Regions from separate parts of the Mus musculus genome. Here all the other regions are linked to region 2. Evidence: chromatin contacts called from public HiChIP or PLAC-seq data. All regions are on one chromosome and are shown on one strand. The core of a region is the stretch at or near the end of the contact, and the rest is flanking DNA. Distances in the headings are between cores, read along the strand shown.

Region 1 (3,562 bases), core at 589-3,088, 300 kb after region 2:
TGGCTGAGTAACAATCAGGGTCCCACCAGGGAGCAGAAGGAGCCACTCTGACCTGTGACTGAGCTGAGATCCTGTCCCTTCTACTCAGCCTCCTTCCCTTCCTTCCAATCATAGGAGAAGGGCAAGCTTGGGCTCCTTGAGTGGGATGCCCTGCTACCACCAGGGACCACTATAAGAGATCCTCTGAAATGAGGCTGCCATTTTTTTTTTAGTCTCCTACAGCTAGTGGACCACAGGCAGACAAGCCTTGCTCTATGGATATTCTGGGCTGGCCATTTCTCTGTGGGAGGCTGCTCCCTTACAGTATAGGTGGTTCATTTGCATAATTGGCCTTATCTCTGCCTGCTTGATGACAGGATCTCCCTGCACCAGTAACTGGGACAGTCCCAATGTCCCCAGATATTACTGACTGTCCCTGGGAGGGCAAAGTCACCCTGGTTATGGAGGACTACTTTAGGTAGAAGGAAGGCTGTGGACAGATGCTCAGCTCTGCTGGAACACCCATGATGGACTCACAGAGTATCTAGGATGCTTTCTTCAGGAGTTGTGCAGGCAGGTGAGGGCCAGGCAGGATATCTCATATTCCTGCTTCCTGTGCCTTCAGATCACCTGCAAGCCCCACCCAGAACTGAAGACAGGGCTTCCTGTGAAATTCACCCAAAATACAGTATGTTTTTCTTAATCTCTTTAAAAATTTTGTGAGACTACTTAGAATTAAGGAGATCAAGAATGCTAGAATCCAACGGAAGTAATGTAGAGTTCTAGCCACGCTGGTTCCAGCTGGAAAAGACCAGCTTTCTGACCTCTGAGTTTGGTGGTCAGGTATGAAAGTGTGGGAACATGGAGCATGGGCTCTTGAGGAGGAGGAAGAAGGAGGAGGAGGAGGAGGAGGAGGAGGAGGAGGAGGAGGAGGAGGAGGAGGATAAAAGGACAGGGTAAGAGAGAGAGAAGGGAGGAAGAGGGAAAGAGTGGAGAGGAGAGAGAAGATGGGGAGAGGGAGGAGGGGAAGGAAGAGGAGGATACACTGCAGTTCAGCACAGACACAGCTAGGCTTCCAGCTCACACCCATGATCTGTCTTGGGCTGTCAGGCTTTCTGTACCTCCCTTAACACATGCTGTGTCCCCACCTCACCACAGAGGACAAGAATGTCAACAAGGAGTGGCCAGTTCCCTCATTGCTGCCTCTGTTCTATTTGTCCTCAGGACCTGGGCAGTGCTGAGCCTTGTGCCCAGCTGAGAGCAGAACTTGAGACTCTTGTAAACATCTCCTGAGGTAACAGAGGACAGCCCAAGTAAACCAGTAGGCGGGGTCCACAGAAGAAGACTCTGTGGAACCTTAGGGCCAGACCCAGGAGGGCGAGGTGGGTGGAGGAGGCAACCAAGGTGGTCTGTGGAACCAGGCCAGTGTGCTAGCTAGGGCTGCAGAAGTGACGTCATCAGGTGTCAATGGAAGGAGCCTGTTTCAGAGCCTCTCCCAGAGCAAGCACTTGAGGGAGGGTAATATAGGGTGAGGGAAACAGGGATTCATGAGTGTCTTCATACAAGTGTGCCTAACACAGGCTGTCTTACACATACACATGTACAGAGAGTCTCATACACACGCACTCTCATGAACATATAATTCTCCCCATTCATTCATATACACATGCACATTGGCTTACACACACACACACACACACACACACACACACACACACTCCGTCAGTCAGACATCTGCTTTGCCTTTACGGAGACCACAGAATACTCATGTCCCTCTGCAGTTTCCCATCTGTGAGAAGTGCCAGCTTCCAGTCACCCCCATGACTCAGGTCTCCAGAAGGAGGTGCCGTGTGGTTTGGCTCAGATCTGCCCAAATGTTGAGGCCACCTCACCCTGCCTTGAGTCACAGGCTCCTTGTTTGTTCAACCTTCAACAGGCTGGCCTTGTTTCAGGTGCTTTCTTGGGCAGCAGAAGACAGGAAGGGAGCAGGGAGCCACCAAAAGCAAAAGCAGAGGAATTCTTGACAGGTAGTGAAGAGGGAGGGTGGGGCCAGGGATACCCAGTGGGGCACCTTGTGCCCTGCCTGTGGACCTCTGCTGCCCTCTGCAGATCAGGGGAGCCCAGGCATCTTGAGTCTGGCTAACCCTTGAGGCCCCCATCGGAGGCCTGGAATACCTGACTGTAGAGGAGGGTGGGTCTCCAGGCTGGGGAGCCATTGCTACTGACAGATTTCGGTAGGATGGGTGTCATGTCCTTTACAGAAAATACGACCACACCAGATCCTCATGCATGAGCACTGCTGAGTAGACCAAGTAGAAAAGCATCACTGGAGATGGTATGGTGTGTGTGTGTGTGTGTGTGTGTAAGACCCCATGCTAATCCATGTGTGGAAACCAGACATTAGCACTGAGGTCGTCTTCTATCACTCTCTGCCTTACTTTTTGAGACTGTGTCTTTCAGTGGCCCTGGACCTCACTGACTGGCTAGATGAGCTGCTGGTGAGACCCCAGCACCCTCCTGTCTCCTTTCTGTCTGTGGAATTACTGGGTGGTCCCTGAGTCTGGCTGAGGCGCATGCTTGCGTGGGGTGTCTTCCTAACCCCGGCTTATAGAAGGCATTTTTAAAGGTAACTTGACACCTGGACAGGTAAATGTCTGGGAGAAAGGGAGATTGCTAGTGATGGTGTGTGTGTGTGTGTGTGTGTGTGTGTGTGTGTGTGTGTGTGTGTGTGTGTGATATCTGAACAGAAGGAAGCAAGTGCATTGGGGATATGTGGACAGAGTAGTCTAAGTACGCAAAGGTGCAGAGAGTGGAGGGCTCATTACATCCTCTGGTCCCAGGAACCCTGGTCTCTGATTTCAGCTTGGGCAGGCTCAGGCCTGTCAAGGAACGGGGATCCCAGCAGCTTCTGGATCAGCCTTTGTCTCCAGGCAGAGGACCAGACCAAGCTCAGACAGAGGACTACTTCTCCTTCATAACAGCAGTGGTAAATAGGAAGGCCAAATGCTGCTGGTTCTTTGAAAATTATCCCCAAACTAACTTTACCACCGTGTAAGTTACTTTTCTCATGACTGTAACCAAACAAGCCCCTCCACTCCACAGAGAGAGACTGAAGGGAGGAGTGGTTTATTCGGCTCACAGTTTAAGATGGGACATGGCTAAGTCACCATGGGAAAGCATAGCAGCAGAATCCTGTGGTGGCCCGTCACACTACAGTCACGTGGATTGTGAGGTGGCCGGTCACACCCCGCTCACATCCAAGGCAGTGCGGCGAATGCAGGGGCTCAGGCCACCTCTTGTTATTCAGTCCCAGGCCCCGCCCCAGAGGATGGTGCTGCCCACATCCACAGTGGGCCTTCCCTCTCAGACCTTTATGGAAACTTCCTCACAGAGCTGTCTAGAGGTGTCTCCTGGATGCCTGATAGTATCAACCGTCCCAGGCCTAAGGAGACGCCGAGAAGATCATTAGCGTTCATCAGTCACCTGAGTTTGTTAATGAATCCCTCTCTTGCTCTAGCGATGATCTGGAGGGTATTTTCAGAAGTACGTTCTAGACAAAGAAAGCCCTGAAGGAATCAGGGGA
Region 2 (3,088 bases), core at 211-2,710:
CTAGAAATTCTGTGTTCCCATGGGGCTTTGGTGTCTGTCCTGGACTCACATAGCAACAAGGACCCTCCTATCCTCAAGTTATTGTGAGTCTGGGGACAAGGTTGAGGTGTCACATTGTATCCTCATGTCACTTTTGCAACGGGGACTAACCCCTCACAGGCCAGCGGCAAGTTGCAGAACTTTGCTGACAGAGGATAGAGAAGGCTGCAGCATGTGGTGACTCAGTGGTACCTCGGTCGGTCCGTGGCCAGTCTTCTTAAGTTCAGATCAAGGGTGGCAGACTGCGTGGGAACCCATCTCTTTGCCTTAGATGAGGTTTTTGAAGGACCCAGAATAGCTATTTGCTTTGGTCAGGGTGGGGGGAGTCCAAGAAAGCCCACATACATATTTCAGGTGGGCTTTGGACATGAGACAGCTGCCATTTCTTGGATGCCTGAAGCCACTCTCCAACATGATGTACTTAGGCCACAGAACCTGTAAGTGGCGTTATGACTTGAAATGAAGTTGGATCATGGAGGGCTGGAAAGGAACTACCGAGAACGATGTGACCACTAGCGACTGGCTGCTGCTCATCTGTCCTGGGCTATGCTTAACTTAGGGATGGGGAAGAGGAGTGACAGTCAGGAATTTCTTCAGTGAGGAAGTGCAGGCTGGGGATGCTGGTCCAGTTTCAGTACCCGTGATGTCTCCACCTGGCTGAGGATTCCTCTCATCTACCCATAAATGACCACATTGTATTACCTTGTTATTGTGCACGGATGGCTTTATGCGGATGGCCTATGCAGGAGACCTCACCTGCCCATCCTTGGAGCACTGTGCACTAACCATCTGCAAGATCTCTGAGACTCTTCTCTTGAAGCCATACTTGGGACTTCAGCCTCCCTTAATGGAAGGCTGTGGCCTCATCTCACTTAGCCCAGGGGATTACCTGGGCTGAGGGTGGCAGAACCGTATTCTCCAGGTGGACTAGCAGGTGCTCCACAGCTGACATTCGCTTGTTCAACTCCAAGATCTGCGGCAGAGGAAGAAGAGCAGTGGTCTGGTTATAGTGGAGGGTCTCACGGTAACCCCCACCAGCACAGTGTCTTCCTCCTCTGAAGTCCAGCTAAGGCCATTACCTATGACAGAGCCCTGAAGGTTAACTGTAAACAACCTCTTTCTGACACCAAGGGTACTGGAAGCAAGAGGGAAGGTCAGTGGGGGTGGGGTGGGGTGGGGGTGGGGTGGGAAAAACATGTAGGAAAGGTGAGACACACCCAGCCAGACTAAGTGGCAGAAAGCACTGACTGTGGCTGTCACCGGGTGGCTCCAGGTCACTTAATGCACAGGAAGATGTGCATTAAGCAGGACACGGTGACCAAAGTCATTAGGTAGCAGAAGCCCTGGGTCACTTGTGACCCAGAGCACAACTTTCTAATCCTTTGAGTCACCAGACTCTTGAGTCACCCAGTCTATTAGCTCCCAGACAGAGGCAGGAAAATCGATTCCTCTTCGCTAGGCCTCCTCGCAGGCAGCCTCTCTGTCTTACATTATCTCATTTACCGCTTGCCCGGCCTTATGAGAGGGAAATGACACTTACAGGGGCGGGAAGCTGCCATTGTTGGTGGGTAATTACCACAGCACTGAGAACTTGGAGTGAAGGAAGACGGGCACACTGGAAATGTCAACATGGGTGTCTTTGAGCCCTCTGCCTATGCTTGCCCTCTGTGGACAGCCGTGACTTGGGGGTCATACGACCTGGCCCATTTGTTGTAGGTGGTGGTAACACTGATCGATATTCTCAGTAGGTTGCTCAGCATGTGGCTTGGTCTATTCACCCGTGAGGTAGAGGTGGGGGCTCAGAGAGAGGAAAAGCCATTGCCTACCCAGTGCCGATACTGTCATTGTGAGCCCCACATGGAGTGAACAAGAAGGGAAGCCACTAAGGAGGCTGGCTAGCTGGGCCGAAGAGGAAGGCAGAGGCTGGGAGGGACCAGCAAAATAATAGACGGGGCTGTTGGCTTAGGGTTCGGCGTGGCTTTCTGATGAGGCCCTGGCTGCAGCTAGGGAGAAGTGAGGCCCACCAGGCCAGTAAGACACACAAGGAACACAGTCAACTCCAGCATCTGTCTGGTGTCTGGAGCCTGGAGCCTCTGGTACTTTGCAGACAAGTTCACAGCACAAAGGGTCTCCTGAGGGGCCACAGTTTCAAGGAGGGCTGGAGTCCCCCATGTTTCCAAGATGGAGGCAAACTCAGGAGGGAGCTAAGGAACCTCATTTCCCCTGTGGAAAATAAAAGACCTGGGCATGGCAGGGCTACTGTGTCCCTAGACTTGAGAGGCTGAGGCAGGAGGATGGCAAGCTTCAGACCAGACTGAGCTAAACAGAGAGAGCTTGTCTCATACATCCAAGGGCTCAGCTTTCAAAAGCTCACCCTACATGTGTGACTCAGAGGCCCTGGGTGGGATTTTCCCCAGACTCTCCCTTCAGAATTTCTCTATCCATTTCATATGTATGTAAACCATCATGGCAGGTTAATTAAGTCCTGTCTAGGCTCCAAACTCTGGATCCATTCTTTTCCAATACAAGTGTCACCATCCCCTGCAGGAGTCAGCAGAGTGTGACCCAAACCTTGTTTGAACATGGAAATCTCTCTGTCTCTGTCTCTGTCTCTCTTAATTGATTCATTAGTTAATTAGTTAAATTTTTTGGAACTCTCTTTTGTCTTAAAAACAGAGCACATGAGGTTCTTCTCTGGCTAAAACATACAGATTGCATGGCTGTCTCTTGGGGGCTCTGCTTTCAATCTTGGTGAGTGTATAATCAGAATTCACCATCACTCTGTGTATGATCACAGAAGAACCAGGTGGGTGCTATAGTTTTACTTCTTAGAGACAGATTCTGGATATGAAGCCTCAGCCGGCTTTGAACTTGAGCTCCTTCGACCGTCTCTCAGGCCGTCTGATTAGCCATAGGCATGGTTCTTTTCTTTTTCCTCACCACCTCTTAACATTTTGAGGCTCTGCCAGTCTTAACCTTTATGTTATTCAAATTCACTCCAATAAAGCATCCCTATGCTACAGGCTATTTCTTGTCTAAAAGTGCTAAA
Region 3 (3,240 bases), core at 273-2,772, 460 kb before region 2:
GGTGTGCATGGAGATTATGAAGGGAAAGAGAACAGAAGAGAACTTAGGGTCAGGTCAGAATTCCAATTGCCAGGGGTGGTGACAGAGATTTATATATAGTCCTAGCACTGGGGAGGTAGAGGCATTGTGAGTTCAAGTCCAGCCTGGCCTACTGAGCAAGTTCTTGTCTCCACAAAAGATTTTATTTAGCAGCCAGAAGTTGAGCTGTAAACCAGGTAGAGATGGAGTAATGATTAGAGATGTCCATACATATGAGGGAAAGACAGGCCACATGGCAAACACTGCCAGAATTCATGTGGAATGGTGGCCGACGAGTCTATTTGCAGGAGTGGGAAATCAAGTTTAGTGTGGTGATTTGAATATGCTTGGCCCTCAGAGTGGCACTATTAGGAGGTGTGGCCTTGTTGGAAGAGGTGTGATCTAATTGGTGGAAGTGTGTCACTTTAGGGGTGGGCTTCAAGACCCTCCTCCTACCTGCCTGAGGAAAGTCTGCTCCTGGCTTCCTTTGGATGAAAATGTAGAACTCTCAGGTCCTCCAACGCCGTGCCTACTTGAATGCTGCCATGCTTCCTGCCATGATGATAAAGGACTGTATCTCTAAACCTGTAAGCTAGCCCCAATTGTTGTCTTTTATAAGAGTTTCCTAGGTCATGGAGTCTGTTCACAGCAATGGAAACCCTAAGACACTTAGCAAGAGCTGCTTTAAAAACATAGTGATATCAAGTTGGGATGGGCTGAGAAGTGTATGAGATATATGGACAAAAGACAAAGTGCTGTTATTTCAAAATCCTACATCTGTCAAGGAAGAGACAGTTCTGTCTGAGTGCAGTAAAAACTTCAAACAGTGGCTTGGAGGTCAGCTGGGTGGATCCACCTATTGCAGCTAGAGAATATCTGGTCTACATTTGCAAGGAAGCAATGACTTGTTACCTACTGCACCAAGAAGTCCACACAACACTGGCAAAAAAACCAAAAACAACAACAAACAAAAAAAACAGGTAAGGTGGTGTTGGAAAGGGCTGGTAGGATTGGGGTGTGTAGTCAATAAATTTGGGTACCTTTAAGGAAGTGAAGTCTTTGTGGATTGTATGGTAGGAAGAGGAATTAATTCCATGAGTGGCTCTTTTCTGAGACCAGGGAAAATACACAACACAACTTTGTAATTGGTAAAGCGTCATAAATTTGGTGGCTGAGATGAGGGATGTTTGTCACTTTTGTGGCTTGGCCAGTGATGGTGTTTTTTTCTGGTCTCTATCCCAGTGGGACAGCTGAGACCCCGCTGGGCGCCATCCTGCTCCCGGGCGGTCAGAAGGTGCTTTGCCTGCTCGGTCACACAGGGAACAGTGGACAGGTGCAGACCCGCCTCTCCGGCCAAAAGCCTGTCTGGATGTCAGGCTCGGCGCCACTCCTCCCTTCTTTCCGGGGAAACGCCATAACAATTTATCACGGGACCTAATGCCCAGGCCAAGAGCGCCCGTGCGCTTGCGCAGCCCACCCCCGCCCCGCCCCCGCGCGTAGCACTCTGGGGCGGCGGCTGGGCGGCGCGCGATTGGCAGGGTCTCCCGCGGTGAGTGACGGCGCCGCCGCCGCCGCCGCCGCCCAGGGTAGCGCGGAGCCTCCGCTCCACTGCCCCGCCGCCATGGACCTCTTCGGGGACCTGCCGGAGCCCGAGCGCGCGCCGCGGCCATCTGCCGGTAAGCGGCGCGGGGGAAAAGGGCGGCGCCGGGATGCGCTGCCTCCGCCATCTTCGCGCCACCGCCGCCTCAGTCTCGGCCTGTGGCTCCCGAGGCCGCAGCGACCGCGCGGTCCCTGTCCAGGCCTCGCGTGGCACACGCACGAAGTCCCGCGCCGAAGGGTCGGGGCACTCTGGCTTTAATTTGGCTACAGCAAGACTCCCAGCGGAATGTCCTGGTCCCGGGCCTGTTTGCGTCCTGGAAACCCCGAGAACTTAACAAGTTTCCGACTTCCAGCCCCTTGGTGCGGGGCGCCTGCACAGCCAATGCAGGGCGCTACGGCTAGATAACCGAGGCCGGGGATGGGGGGTGGCGTCTGCAGCCCACGTTTTGGGAAGGTCTTTGGCACGGAATAGGAAGGTGAAGAGGACCCAGCCTTTGCCTTCAGAGAGTTCAGTTCTGATCGCAGAGGCATAGGTTAAAAACCGTGGGAAACGCCAAGCGTCCGGAGTAACGGTACCCGAAGACTAGTGAGAAAGACCTGGGAAGGAGGCGGCCTTTAGCGAGGGCTTCGGCTGATGGTTTCCAGAGATTCTAGGCAAGGAAACAATGTTCAAAAGTGGGAGGGCTCAGATCTCCAGCTTGGCAGAGCGGGACGGGCTAGCATGGAAGAATGCTGGAGCTTGGGGTTATGAGAAGGTATTGACCTGTCCTCTTCACACCTGTGCTTTGGTTTTTAACCTGCGCACCTCCAGACTCCTGAGATGCTTTGTAGTGTCCTCTTTTTGCAGTTGTTCCTGGTAGTGGCACCGTTACGTACCCCCACCAACCACTCTGATGGTACAGAAGCTTCTAAGTAACTAGGCCTTGAGACTGAGTTTGATTCAGCCATGCTTTTTGAAGATAACCACCGTTACAGTTGTGAGTAAAGCTGGCCTCATACAGGCAGCCTTGCATCTGTCACTGGAGTATAACCTGTGTCTGAATGTGCTCGGACCAGAGTTTGGATTGCCAGATGTGCCTAGAAATCTGTCATCATTAGTAGTCCCTATTGCTTTTTATCCAAAGTTATTTTGGGTCTTCTCCGTGGTCAAGGCTCTCTTGACATGACCTAAAACCTTAAACTCAACTTGGGACTTAGCAGATACATGCGTTCCCCATGCCCCTTCCCTCCCTCCCTCTCTCCCCCTCTCCCCCCCAAACATATTGAGTAATCTGAAATAAACTCACTCCTATCCACTACAGGGGGTGGGGGAGACACAAAAACACATTCCAAGAATAATTATGTGTTTTGAAGAAACTGAGGTCACAAGACTCTTGTCTTGTTTTCTCACAGGCACTTAGAATTCTCCTCACAGGACTCCATTCTCAGACCATGTTCCGACACCATACTTTGCTTTAGTAAATGGTGTTGGTTGTTATGTAGTCATAAGAATAAGACTAAATTGCATACTGACCCTGCTCATGCATGGGTAAGTATAACAAATTTTCCAAAATAGTACTGGGAGCAATTAAGAAATAAGTCTAGTCATTTTCACATACTATAGGAAGATGTGTGGACAATGGA

What was found. HiChIP or PLAC-seq counts read pairs in DNA pulled down with a chosen protein or histone mark.
Region 1: a FOXA1 HiChIP or PLAC-seq map of pancreatic cancer cells shows a contact between it and region 2. The contact joins two enhancer-like sites. A contact is called at or near these places in 1 of 15 datasets of contacts at CTCF or cohesin (the NIH/3T3 cell line), 8 of 484 Hi-C or Micro-C datasets (the HL-1 cell line, the NIH/3T3 cell line, cerebral cortex and 4 more), 7 of 115 datasets of contacts at active chromatin or transcription factors (craniofacial prominence, embryonic basal ganglia, embryonic limb bud and 4 more) and 2 of 9 other capture datasets (adipose tissue and liver).
Region 3: a FOXA1 HiChIP or PLAC-seq map of pancreatic cancer cells shows a contact between it and region 2. The contact joins the promoter of Ilkap here to the enhancer-like site in region 2. A contact is called at or near these places in 3 of 39 promoter capture datasets (the 3T3-L1 cell line, the HPC-7 cell line and hippocampal neurons), 4 of 115 datasets of contacts at active chromatin or transcription factors (embryonic basal ganglia, pancreatic cancer cells and stem cell-derived neural progenitor cells) and 1 of 9 other capture datasets (embryonic stem cells).

What each region holds. Positions count from the first base shown.
Region 1 is chr1:90,632,132-90,635,693 of GRCm38.p6, reverse strand. No RefSeq gene overlaps it. Among named protein-coding and RNA genes, the nearest start is that of Gm35242, 15 kb to the left of the region's middle. Within about 2 kb of position 1,838, at least 38 of the 459 cell types and tissues checked have an H3K27ac peak or open chromatin away from gene starts, as enhancers often do. A contact at or near this core is called in pancreatic cancer cells, where this site is marked.
Region 2 is chr1:90,935,578-90,938,665 of GRCm38.p6, reverse strand. Mlph (melanophilin) reads right to left here. Exons shown (of 16, transcript NM_053015.3): 9 at 929-1,012. Among named protein-coding and RNA genes, the nearest start is that of Prlh, 16 kb to the left of the region's middle. Within about 2 kb of position 1,460, at least 7 of the 459 cell types and tissues checked have an H3K27ac peak or open chromatin away from gene starts, as enhancers often do. A contact at or near this core is called in pancreatic cancer cells, where this site is marked.
Region 3 is chr1:91,397,105-91,400,344 of GRCm38.p6, reverse strand. Ilkap (integrin-linked kinase-associated serine/threonine phosphatase 2C) reads left to right here and starts at 1,522. Exons shown (of 12, transcript NM_023343.3): 1 at 1,522-1,694. The coding sequence starts at 1,640.